Linked DNA regions of Mus musculus: regions 1, 2 and 3 are each linked to region 4. A link is a contact called in public Hi-C and promoter capture Hi-C data. All regions are on one chromosome and are shown on one strand. Each heading gives the region's core, a stretch centred on a gene start, on an enhancer-like site or on the middle of the called end of the contact. The rest is flanking DNA. Distances are from core to core; before and after follow the strand shown. Region 1 holds the start of 9530052C20Rik (RIKEN cDNA 9530052C20 gene). Region 2 holds the start of Prkacb (protein kinase, cAMP dependent, catalytic, beta). Region 3 holds the start of Lrrc40 (leucine rich repeat containing 40). Region 4 holds the start of Pigk (phosphatidylinositol glycan anchor biosynthesis, class K).

The links. Promoter capture Hi-C pulls out the DNA fragments that hold promoters and counts their contacts. Hi-C and Micro-C count contacts between places; a contact is called where the count stands out from the background.
Region 1: a contact with region 4 is called in a promoter capture Hi-C map of liver, with 2.9 times the contacts expected there. The contact joins the promoter of 9530052C20Rik here to the promoter of Pigk in region 4. A contact is called at or near these places in 2 of 39 promoter capture datasets (liver and pre-B cells) and 1 of 484 Hi-C or Micro-C datasets (CD4 T cells).
Region 2: a contact with region 4 is called in a promoter capture Hi-C map of pre-B cells. The contact joins the promoter of Prkacb here to the promoter of Pigk in region 4. A contact is called at or near these places in 3 of 39 promoter capture datasets (cranial neural crest, liver and pre-B cells).
Region 3: a contact with region 4 is called in a Hi-C map of B cells, with 6 read pairs. The contact joins the promoter of Lrrc40 here to the promoter of Pigk in region 4. A contact is called at or near these places in 1 of 39 promoter capture datasets (pre-B cells), 1 of 484 Hi-C or Micro-C datasets (B cells) and 1 of 9 other capture datasets (pancreatic islet).

What each region holds. Positions count from the first base shown.
Region 1 is chr3:142,880,923-142,884,029 of GRCm38.p6, reverse strand. 9530052C20Rik (RIKEN cDNA 9530052C20 gene) reads right to left here and starts at 1,535. Exons shown (of 2, transcript NR_152127.1): 1 at 1,044-1,535. Pkn2 (protein kinase N2) reads left to right here and starts at 2,026. Exons shown (of 22, transcript NM_178654.4): 1 at 2,026-2,419. The coding sequence starts at 2,372.
Region 2 is chr3:146,811,652-146,814,628 of GRCm38.p6, reverse strand. Prkacb (protein kinase, cAMP dependent, catalytic, beta) reads left to right here and starts at 1,683. Exons shown (of 10, transcript NM_011100.4): 1 at 1,683-1,991. The coding sequence starts at 1,946. It overlaps LOC115486180 (a long non-coding RNA gene), which reads left to right and starts at 1,999. Exons shown (of 2, transcript XR_003954577.1): 1 at 1,999-2,428.
Region 3 is chr3:158,035,077-158,037,931 of GRCm38.p6, reverse strand. Lrrc40 (leucine rich repeat containing 40) reads right to left here and starts at 1,250. Exons shown (of 15, transcript NM_024194.6): 1 at 1,056-1,250. The coding sequence starts at 1,206. Srsf11 (serine and arginine-rich splicing factor 11) reads left to right here and starts at 1,326. Exons shown (of 13, transcript NM_001379531.1): 1 at 1,326-1,416. The coding sequence starts at 1,327.
Region 4 is chr3:152,712,559-152,715,591 of GRCm38.p6, reverse strand. It overlaps Pigk (phosphatidylinositol glycan anchor biosynthesis, class K), which reads right to left and starts at 1,492. Exons shown (of 11, transcript NM_025662.5): 1 at 1,365-1,492. The coding sequence starts at 1,457.

The sequences.
Region 1 (3,107 bases), core at 286-2,785, 9.8 Mb after region 4:
GCAGGCTGGCCACAAGCTCACAGACTTCTGCCAGCTGCTGCCTCCCAATTGCTGGGATTCAAGGAGTGTACCATCACACCTGGCATTGCACAAATACTTCTTAATAGTTAGCCACTTGTTATGTATATATGAAGTTTCTCATCTCTTTCCTGGAGAAAAGTAAATTATAAAAAAAGAAAAAGAAAAACATATCAATAGGAATCTAGTGACCCACTTTAAATGGTAAGTTTTGTTGTGTATACTTTACAGTAAAAATCATACTACCACTTTGTACCTACCATTTAAAATTGTAATAGTGTTTTTGGACACAACACTGCTTCCTCAAGAGGACTCCCCACTTACTTGTTATAGACTCTTTCTTAAGACTACTCATAACTCCAGGGCCTAACTCTCTCTGTTAGTTACTAGGGAAGGTAATCATATAACTTGGCTTCTCCCAATGTTGTTAGTTCCTTGTTGCTTCCTTGATTAATAAGCCTCCATTTTAATAGCAGGAGTTAAAAATGTTACTCACACTATAGTAAGTATGAAGACAAAGTAATGTGTCTCAGATTTACAGCTCTGCCATTCTTGAAGCAACGGTTAATTACAAGCCAATTCCAGCTCTAGCAAAGTATTTCACACTCTGCAGTATGATGAAACTGGATGCGTGTTTACAAATATTTCACTTAAGCTATAAGCAGTTTCTAGAGTGAAACAGTATTCCTAAGACGACACTTGGCGAAGTAACAGTGTTCATCCATTAAACGCATTCTAAAGTTGATTATGTAACTTAATAATTAAGGCACTTGTTGCTTTTATCATTTTCAGCCCAGGCAATTCATTAAACATATAAATAGTAAAACTTTTGAAGTACAGAACGGAAAAGTTTTGCCAGTATATTGTGAGCCGGAGTCACAGAACTCTAGATTTTCAATGATTTCTGACTTCAATGATTTCTGAGACTCTTGGAGAAAAATCTGCAGGAGCCTGCATCAATGTCCCATGAAAGGTAAAGTGCTTCTCAGACTTGTAGCTACCCACCTGAAACCTGCCATACTCACCTAAATAGCCATCACCACTTTGTCCACATTGCTTTGAACCAGCTATATTAGATGCACTTAATCTTCAGAACCCCAAGGGAAGCGTTTACCGAGAGTGTCCACTCATTGATTAGACAAAAAAAGTATCTGTTGATACTTGTGATACATAAGTGTTACTTGTAGAAGTCCATTTTCCCACAAGTTACACTATGTTACTAAGTAGACTGTGCTACTAAGTAGCTAATTCCGATAGGCTGCTAAGTAGCTAGTTAAGGCTCACTACTAAGTAGACTCTGCAACTAAGTAGTTAGTTCTCATTTATACCTCCCCAAGTAAAGTCGGCTTTGGCTCCTTCCCGACGCTGATTCTGCCTCATCTCTTTCCATTAAACTTACGTTGAAAAAAAAAAAATCAACAAATGAGCTAAGTCAGCTTTGAGCTCAGTAGTTTTCTAGTCCCAACCACAGAGTTCAGGGTAGCGCTCGAGGAAAAGGCAGCCCGTGGGGACTGCTCGGAGCAGAGGCTGGCGCCCTGACCACGCCCACTTCTCCCAAGGGCCTCTTCCGCCCGGGTTTGGCTCGCGGTGCACCTTACTGGTGGCGACGTCGCGCGAGCCAAAGGCGAGAGGTGGACACGCTTCGGCAGGTGGGGGAGGGAGGAAGCGACAGCTCGGGGTGGGCGGGCGGGAGGGCGCGGCTCCCCAGCAGGGAGGGCCGAAGCGAGGCTCAATCTGCGGCCGGCCGGAGGCCAGACCTAGCGTTCGCGCAGAGCCGTTAAGCGCAGCCGCGGTGGGTGTGGTCTGCTCGCTCGACTTCCCGCCTCCCGGCGACGCGAGCCCGGGGCCTTTCGCCTCCCTGTCATCCGGGCCCGCCCAGAGTCCGCCCCGCCCCGCGCGCCTGGCCCTGGGGTCCCCGCCAACCCTCCTTGGCTTCCCAGAGCCCGCCCAGCAGGGGGCGGGGCCCCGCGGCAGTCACGTGCGCCGGCAGCCGCCAAGCGCGGCCGCTTTTGCGACGCGGTGACAGCCAAATGGTGCGACAGGAGGAGCTGCCGCCGCGGCCGCTGCGCCCCGCACCGAGAGCTCCGAGTCGGCTCCCGGCGTCGCCCTGAGGGAGCGGCTGAGGGAACAGAGTCCGGCGGGCGGCGGCGGGCGGCGAGGGGAGCCGCGCCGCGAGGGCCCTCGCTCCCCGCCGCTCTCCATGAGCCGCGCCTGCAAGCCGGGCCGCGCCTCCATGACTCCCTAGCTGCCGCTTTCTCTCCGGTCCTCGCCCCCCGCCCGGCTCTCCCGTCCCGCCTTCTCCCTCGGCCGCGCCGCTGGGCGCCTTCAGGTGCGGAGGCCCGAGCGGAGCGCCATGGCGTCCAACCCCGACCGGGGGGAGATCCTCCTCACCGAGCTGCAGGTAAGGGCCGCGGCCCTGCGGGAGCGCCGCCCGGGGAACCCGGGAGGGGAAGGCGGCCGCGGGGTCGGGGTCGGGGACGCTGCGCGGCGCGGCGCGCCCCTGGCCCGCTAGGTGTGGAAACTCGCGGGGTGTCAGGCCGGAGCCGCCTCTCCGCCCCGGGACCCGGTCTCCCGCGCGCGCTCTCGGAGGCCACCGGGCGGCGGGACCCCGTCCCCGCGGGCGGGGCCGCTTACTCGCTCGGGTCCCCTCCGGGTGTCACCGCCCCGCCCTCCCCCCAGCCCCGCTCCCTAACTCCTTTGAATGACTCCCAGGCTGTGGGCGGTTCCCTCCCTTTCCCCTCCGACCGCACAAAGAGCGCCCCCCGAACTTGAGCCCCCGAGGGCTCGCTCCGAAGTGATGGCCTTGCGCTGCCAGCCGCCTTCAGGTGACCGCGAGCCCGTAGCGTGATCTGCGGGCCGCGTCTCTCTCCCAACTTTTCCTTTTGAACTCCGTGAGAGAGAGAGAGGTGGTCCCTCGGATGGCTCTCCCTGCTCACATCCGGAAGTTCAAATATTGATGCTTCCCCCCCCCCCCCACCGCCCCAGACTTTCATTTTCCCTCCGGTTTGGACACAAGAGAGAGAGAGAGAGAGAGAGAGAGAGAGAGAGAGCGCTACAGAAGTTGTTTACAAACCAGAGAACTGTTCATT
Region 2 (2,977 bases), core at 434-2,933, 5.9 Mb after region 4:
AGGAATCCAAAACGCCAGAGCTGATTAGCCAGAGAAACAGGTAAATTATCAATTTTACAAGTACTTGAAGATCTTCACAAATAGTAAAGTCTGAAGAAGTGACTGATACAGTATATATATATCGATGATAGTGCACTAAGTTCCTGGCATAGTCTGAAGAGATATATATGTAGGGGTATGTTTGAGAGTTATGTCACAGTTTATTCCAGTTCGTGGTATCCCCCAATTAATAGTATCTGGTGACTAAGGTTATTTTCTTATCTTGGTATGTAAAGGACATTTTCCCCACACAATATGGCTTGTTGAAATGAAAGAGCACCAATGGTCTATTCTGAAGTTATAACCTTTCAATTGATTTTAAATAGAAATAATAAATATACCATTCTGGCGCTTTTTGAGATGGTATGGCTTTACCTTCTTCATTTCAAGGTCTTCTAATTAGCTTTGGATAAGTCCTTTAATGTCTCTGTGCCTCTGTGGATCTTAAGTAAAACAATGATAGTCTTGCCACATTTGCATAGGGACTTTATGAGGAAACTAATTACTATTTGTACAACACTTAGAACGCAGTATACTTGGTGTACATGCTTGGTAATTTAACATAATTGCCAATAATAGAAGTATGAATCTGTTTAGAATCTTCCACTCACCGCTACTTTTTTTCCCCAATAACAAAACTTTTAAAATGTTCTGGGAAATCTCCTTAGCAGCCAACAACCATCCGTTCATTACGCGCCAACTGTGGTTTGTGCTGCAGACACAAAATAAACTTACATGGTCTCTGCCCTTCCAGAAGTTAATCTTTCTGTTCTAAATTTGGAATGCTTTTTTTTTAGATAGCAAAAGCTCAAAAAAAAAAAAAAAAAAAAAAAAACCAGAACAAAAACTACCAGAGGGCTAGGTGATTAATTTCTAATAACCTCACGGAAAAGCTCAAGTACTCTCAGATGCATGGAAGCGCAACAATCAATTGGGAATGCGTTTATTTTGAAATTTGTGACTGTGTTGATGCACATAACGTACTTGTGTAAAACAGGCAACACATTCCCATATCTCTCCTTAGAAAGCCTGACAGAATTTGTGAGGGCAATCAGGTGAGACCATGAAGAAGGAACTCGGGAAGGGATAAGCTGTCAAGAATGTTGGTGATTGACCTGGTGTGTTGGGAGAATACCTAGAAGAGCGAAGGGAAGAAGTTCCAATGACAGCTGGGAGCTGAGAAAAGACATTCCTGGCCAACGCTGACCTCAGGGTCAGCAGGGTCGGCAGGACGCGGAGGGGCGCACGCACGTCCCTGCAGCCACGCAGGAAGATCAAGCGAGAGCAACCACGGCGTGCGGAACGCGGGCCACACGGATGCGGGAGCAGGCCGAGCCCTGGCACTGTGCCCCCCGCCCGGCTCTGGGGCACCGGATGCCAGGCCGAGGAAGGATCTGGGGTGCTTCCAAACTAACGGTCCCCACGTCCCTCGCTACTTCGAGCTTAGCCTCCGCGGCCAAGCCCAGCATCCACGCAACAAGCAATAAGTTACCGCTACAACCCTGCACAGAGGGGCTCCCGCCCGCCGGGGGGCTTGACCGCGTCACTTCCGGCGCGCCCGCCCGGAAAGAGGCGGAGGTCGCAGTCCGGGTGTGCGGCTCCTGGGGACGCGCCGTGTCGGGGACGCGCGTGGAGGGCGGGCTCGGGAAGGGGGAGTGTCCGCGCGCCGCCGCTGCCGCCGCCGCCACCGCCGCCACCGCCGCCACCGCCACGGTCCCGGTCTCTGCCGGAGAGCTCTCAGCATCTCTCCCGGACACCCAGCCCCTCCGTGCAGCCGGACGCCGCGCTCTAGGGTCTGCGGGAGCCTAGCCAAAGCCTAGCCAAAGTTGCTGCCGACTGCGGGGCGGGCGGCGGGACGGCCCCGGTCCCCTCCCCTCCGTCATCCCTGCTTGCGGACTCCCGGGTCATGGGGAACACTGCGATCGCCAAGAAAGGCAGCGAAGTGGAGAGCGGTGAGTCGAGTCGAAGGCCCTGGCTGGGTTCCCGCCGGATGGGCCGCCGCGCGGTGCAGCGCCCTGGGCCGGTGTCCCCCCCAAGGCCGCGCGCGAGCCACGGGCCGGGCCTTGCAGTGGCCGCGGGGGCCGGCCGCCTCCTCCTCTGTCCCCTCCCCCACGAAGGCTCGGGGGTGAGGGCCAAGCCCCGGGGCTCACTGGAGAGAGGGAAGGCGGGCAGCGAGGTCCCTGTGATCCCCTTTCTTACTAGAGCGAGGAGGGCTGCCACGGTCTGGAACGCGTCCCCAAATATGGTCCTTTTGTGATCGCACCCTTAGCTCTTCTTTCTCCCAGAGCCCCCAACACCCAGACCCTCCTTTAAGGGAGCCACAGGTAGTACGTTTGGGTTGACTTGGCTTTTTCTCCTTCTCCTGGATGTATATCAGTTTTCTCACAAGGTGAGTGTCCGTGAGGGTCTCCAAAGGTGACGTTAACCCTTAGTGTCTAAGGCTCTTTCTTTCACCCAAGAGATTAGAGATGGCAGACATAAATACAAGCAGCAACTTTATCCATTCGAGGAAAAATAAGTGAGACAGCGTTGCGTTTACTCTAGACATCCAGGAATGTTCCAGGATGCCTGTAAAACTTAGAGGCATTTCAGAGTTGAAGTGCTTTCTTCCGAGAGCTGAAAGTTCAGACGTTCAGTACTGTGTACAAAATTTCAAGACAAAAGGGTCGTGGGAATTGAGTTTCTGTGTAGCAACTTGGTTTTATATGTAAGCATACACATATATGCGTGTTGTGTAACAGGCTGTGAGAAAATTGTGTGCCATTATTCGGCTCATATTATAATTTATAATTCACAATAATTAGAGAACGGTCCCTGACTTTTGTTACATTGCCATAGGTTAATGACATCTCAGTCCTTGAAGTAAGTCTGACAATTTGTTCGTGTTACTGTAAGTAACGTCTTCCATTGTGTCTGTGTTTATAACAGAAGAATGAAG
Region 3 (2,855 bases), core at 1-2,500, 5.3 Mb before region 4:
CAGAGCCTTCCACATTCTAGCCATATAAAATAGTTCAAATATCCTAGGAACCATGTAGTCAGATTTATCCACTTTCTGGGTACCAATTTCTATTCTACTCTTCTTTCCAGACGCTGTGGTAAAATACCATAACAAAGAACCTTAGAGAAAAAGTTTATTTTAGCTCATAATTTCATTTGCAGGCCATCAGTCAAGATGGCAGGAACTTGGAACAGCTACTCACAACACAACTACAATCAAGAGCAGAGGGAGAAATGAATTAAGGCACGCACACTTTTTTATACGACTCAACCTTTGGATTCAAGACCCAACTTAGGGAATGGCACAACCCACAGTGGGCTAGATCTTCCTACATCAATTATCAATCAAGACAGGTCTTCATAGACGTTCTTCATAGAGAACATGATCTAAATAATCCCTCATTGATTGTGTCAACTTGACACAAGTAATCATCACATTCAGTAAGCATACACATAATGTCTTTACTTAGTCAACCTTACAGATACATAAGTACATTATTAGAAGTGGAAGATTTTAATCAATGCAAGTAGAAAAAAATATTACAGAAAGAATGCTTCACTTCTCAATCCTCTCTTTGTCTCTGTCCTCTCCTACCAAACACATACACTACAAAGGTATTTATTTATACTTAGTAATATGTAGATTTGTGCTTGTTGATCATTCATAGGTTTCTCAGGATGTTCTCAAATTCATATACTCCGCAGCATTTACTCTGAATTAGTACTTAGGATAAGGAGTATGTTTGTCATTGGGATTTTCCTCAAGTGGAAGAAAAAAAAAGGCTAGGCTTGAAAGAAAATTATTCTAAGCTCACAGAGGGGAGCTGGTAAAACGAAAATAAGAGGAAGGCGAATCAAATACCTGCCTATCCTCTATCTCACAGCGAATTTACTCCCAAACTACGATGTTTATCCCGTATTCTGTGGACATCTCAGTGAACACTTCGAGTAAGTCAAGGCCAGTCTTAGCAGGGCCACGGAGCAGGCGCGGGTGGGTGCACAGGGGACCAAGAGGATGTTCGCGCGCTGCCTCACCTTCCCCGAGGTTCCTTCCCGCCAAGTTGAGTTGGCCGCTGCTTCTCGCTGCCTTCAGCAGGCCCTGGGGAACAGAGGGGCCTCTGTCCTTGCCCTCCGCGTGGAATCCCGCACGAGGGTCAAACCTAGGGGCTCTCAGCTGGCGCGACATATTCAAAAGCTCACACCGGAAGCCCCGACCACGGCTGTGACGTTTCAAGGTGCCATGGCTGGATAACCCCGCCCCTTCCGCCTCACAGTAATCCGGGCCTTGCCCTAGCTGCGCGCGCTGATGTCGTCACCGCCAGCTCCCGGGACCGCAGGACCGACGAGCCCTTCCGTTGCCCTCACCAACCTCGCCCTCAGGAGAAACTTCTTTCGGGTAAGTGCGTCTAACGGGCTGAGAGGTCCTCGTGGGGGGAACATGGGCTCCCTAGACAGCGCGGTCGGGCATGGCTGCGCTACCCAACGTCGCATCAGAACGTGGCGGCGTCGAAACCTGAGGCGCGGCCTGTGGCCCTGGGCGCCAGGCCTGGGGATCGCTGAGTTCAGTGCGGTGATCGAATTGATCCCGGAGAACAGGATGGCGAGTGACACGAAGCTTGGCCCTTAAGCTTAAGTACCCACCTGACAGCTAAAAGCTGTGGTGAAGGGCTCGGACTTCGAATCCTGCTCGCTTACAGACTAACTTATGCAGTTGGTCCCACGCTTACGAAGCTCATTTTTCACTGATTTACCGATAATCCAGTCTTAAGAAGTTTTAAAAATAACTTCGGATAATGAAAATGTAAATACTGACCTGGCATGGTGGCGCACGTCTTTAATCACAGCACTAGATTAGGCAGAGTCAAATGGATCTCTTGAATTGGAGGTCAGCCAGGTCTACACAGCGAGTCCAGGACAGCCAGAGCAACAGAGAAACAGTCTCAAAAAAGAAAAAAGGAAAAAAAAAAGAAGAAGAAAGAAAGAAAGCAAAGAAAATTTAAATGCGTAGTTTTGTTGTAAATACAAAAAAGAAAATTTTATTTAATAAGTAGCGATTTCCTGCTTAGTTTTTCCTGGAGTTTACAAAGTATTGATATATTTTCCCAAACGAAGAAGTAGCCCTCAACTATCCAGGGCTGGGGATATAATTCCCTAACGTGGGCAGGGCCGTGAATCCTGTGTCCAGCGCAGACCAAATTCTTTGACTGAAATTGATTTTCTATTACATTCCTCTTTAAGTTTAGTGTTTCTTTTTGCACACGTGAATAGGGTTTCACGTGCCCTGGTGCCTCAGGAGGTTAGAGAACAACTTGAGGGAGTGGGTTTTTTTTTCCACCAACCTGCAGAGCCATCTCACCAGTATGAAATGGTTATGAGTCTGGGGGATGTTTAGAGATTCACTAGAATGCAGCGCCCAGCCACCTCAGTCGGGTTTATAAAGGCAAAGAATGCAAAATTACAATGTGTTTATGTTCAAGCAGAACAAATTTATTTACAGGAACATCAGTTAAAAATATATATCCTTAGCAGTCCTTAACATAGGAGGTCTAATTTTGCCTAACTACAGAGATTTTTAACTTTTAAACATAGTTAGCCATCAACATGTCAGCCATCACAGAAATGAGTTTTTAAATTAATTTGTTTTCTGTGTATTTATGTTTGTGTTTTTTTGCTCTAAGAAAATATCAGATCCTTTGCAACTGTGGTTATGCAATGATTGTGAGCCGCCTGCCATGTGGGTGCCTGGATCAAACTTTGGTGCTCTGAAAAAACCTTAAGTGCTTCTAAACACTGAGCCATCTTTCCAGCCCCGATTTTCTCCCCTTCTTTTAAATG
Region 4 (3,033 bases), core at 243-2,742:
CAACCACCCTCAGCCCCCAAAACCATTCTAACAGCTGCCCAGACACTGAACAAAGCAGCAAGCAGGGTGCTACTGTGGATAACCCCTGGTTTAGGCATGGGAAGGCCTGAGCTAAAATTGAGCGGTACATGACACTGGGGCAAGTCAGTTTGCACTTTAAGCTTGAATTTCTCCAAAAGAAAATGAGATTTGACCTAAATAATCTCTAGCGTCCTTTCTAGGCTCAAACTTGTTGCTCCATTGAAACTTTACTGAGAACTCTGTAGCAGCAATGTAACGTTAATCAGTCAACATTTAGTTAACGGAGCACCTTCTACGTGCCAAGCACCACGGAATACGGTGATAGGAAAATCACCAAAAGGCATGCAATCTTCTCTCAAGCACATCAGAGTTTAATACAGGTGGACATGTAAATGCACTGCACTACAATGTACAATTACGGATTCACTGTATGCTTAGACATCTATCCTGTCGGGGATGACAGCAGATCACAGTGCGTGCCTTCATCAGAGATTACTGTCCAGTTAAATAGACACACGTTAGCAAAGAACTCACCACACAATATATAAAGACACCAAATGTGGTCTGTAATTGTAACAGGGGAACATGACTTTGTAAGGGAAGGTTTCCCTACAGAAGTGACATTTTGGGCGAATACCCAAAAGATGAAAAGACAATTCCAGACCAAAAAAAAAAAAATTGGGCCAATGGCAAAAGGGTCCCAGTGGTTTGTGAAACTGAAAGCTTAACAAAGCTAGACATTTAAAGAAGGTGTAAGAGATTTCAAGAAGGGGTCCTGAGTGACATGATCAGGTCAGCATTTGAAAAGTTACTCCGTCCTCAGCTCAGAGAACAGACTAAACCAGAACTGCCCCTGCTGAGTTAGGAGACTAGGGCAGCCTCGGTGATAAACTTGGACGAGGTGTTTTTACAGTGTGTGCTGACGCCCGGGCAAGCAGGTCTAAAAAATAATGCTAGAAATCCAAGTCGCGTCGCTGGGGAAATCGCTGGTAACAGCATCGTAAAGAAACCAGACGTCCTGCAGCCTCAGGGAGGAGGAGGTCAGGGCGGAGGAGCAAAACACCAAAGCCATGACAGTCCCCACGCGTGCCCTGCCTGTCACAGGAGCAGAGGACCGGGTCCTCCTCCCTCGTCACCGCTGGCTTCGCACTCTTAACAGGGCGTTCTAAAAGGCTGTGTCCGGTCCCTGTCCTCAGGACGGACGGTCCTGAATCCCACAACACAGCCCGGGGAGGGAAGACGCTGCAGGCGGCTGCCCTCAGGGGCCGTGCGTCCTGCACCTGAGGCGCTCACAGTCACACGGTCCTCCCTGGGGTCGGTCCTCAACAGACACCGATGCCTACCTCGATGTGTCCAGCGGCAGAGCTGCCGAGAGACAAGAGCGCCAAGGCGGCCAGGGTAGCCACCCGCAGAGTGAGGAAGCAGGGGGCCGCCATGTTTGCCGGCTTCTCACGCCCCGAAGAGCAAAGGGGCGGGGCGAGTGCCGTAAAGCAGCGCTGCCGCTGCCGTGCACGGGGGGGTGTGGTTTGGTTTGTTCTTCCCATGGTAGTGGCCTTGAGTTGTTTTAGTTTTTGTTTTGTTTTGTTGCTTCATTTTGTTGTTTTGTTTTGTTTGCCACCGCATACACCTTCCTCCATTCAGGTTCTGGAGTGGCCGGGGCAACCTAATTGGAGAATTACTTACTCAGCTATGTTTCTAGGTTTGTTTTGTAAAATAGACACAATATTTAAGGAGGAAATTTTAAAAAGATAATTTGGGGATCCACAATATTTGATGTTTCCCTTTGGTGTGGTGCTATCAGTTAGTTGGCTATGTGGTCCAAGATTTCTAAATCTTAAAGGACGACAAAATGGAAATATGATCACTGGGGTTTAATGACTGCCAACCTACAGGGGAAAAAAAATGGGTTCAGTGAAGGATGTTGCTTCAAGAGATCAAGTCAGAAAGAGGTGGCACCCAACACCTGCTTCTGGCTTCCATAAGTGGGCCTGTAAACACACACACACACACACACACACACGTACACACACGTACACACACGTACACACAGACACCATACAGAAGGGAAAAAATATACAGTATTTCTGGTCATTCTGTTTTCTAATTTTGAAAAAAATTTTTGTTGTAACACTATTACTCATCCATTTTAATTATTCTTTGAATATTTCTTTTAATTTTTTTTGAGACAAGGTCTCATTATGAAGCCCTGCCTGACCTAAAGCTACCTTGAACTCACAGAGAGACCTGCCTACCACTGTCTCCCACGTGCTGACATTAAAAGCACGTGCTACCATGGCCAGTTTTGCTTGAAAGTGTTTTGTGTCCTTTTTGTTTCACACACACACACACACAAAACAACTTTAGTTTTTGGATTTTATGTAACGTGTATGGATATTTTTCCTACATATATGCCTAAGCACAATGTGTGTGCATTGCCTGCAGAGGTCAGAAGTGGACATCAGATCCTCTGGAACCAGAGATGGTTGTTAAATCACCACGTGGGTTCTGAAAACTAAACCCAGGACCTTTGCAAGAGCAGCCAGTACTCTTAACCACTGAGCTATCTCTTCACTCCCCACAAAAGCCCTTTTTTTTTAATTGGATATTTTATTTACATTTTTAATGTTATCCTCTTTCCATGTTTCCCCTCTGGAAACCCTCTATCCCATCACCCCTCCCACTGCTTCTACTACAACAGACTGACCTACACTGACAGCATTTCCCTACACTGAGTCATCTAGCCTTCACAGGACCAAGGGCCTCGTCTCCCACTGATGCCCAACAAAATTATCCTCTGCTGCATATGCAGCTGGAGCCATGGGTCGCTCCATGTGCACTCTTTGATTGGTGGTTTAGTCCCTGGGAGCTTTGGGGGGTCTGGTTGGTTGATATTGTTGTTCTTCCTACAGGTTGCAAACCCCTTCAGCTCCTTCAGTCCTTTCTCTAACTCCTCCATTGGGGTCCCCATGATGAGTCCAATGGTTGGCTGCAAACACCCACCTCTGTATTTGT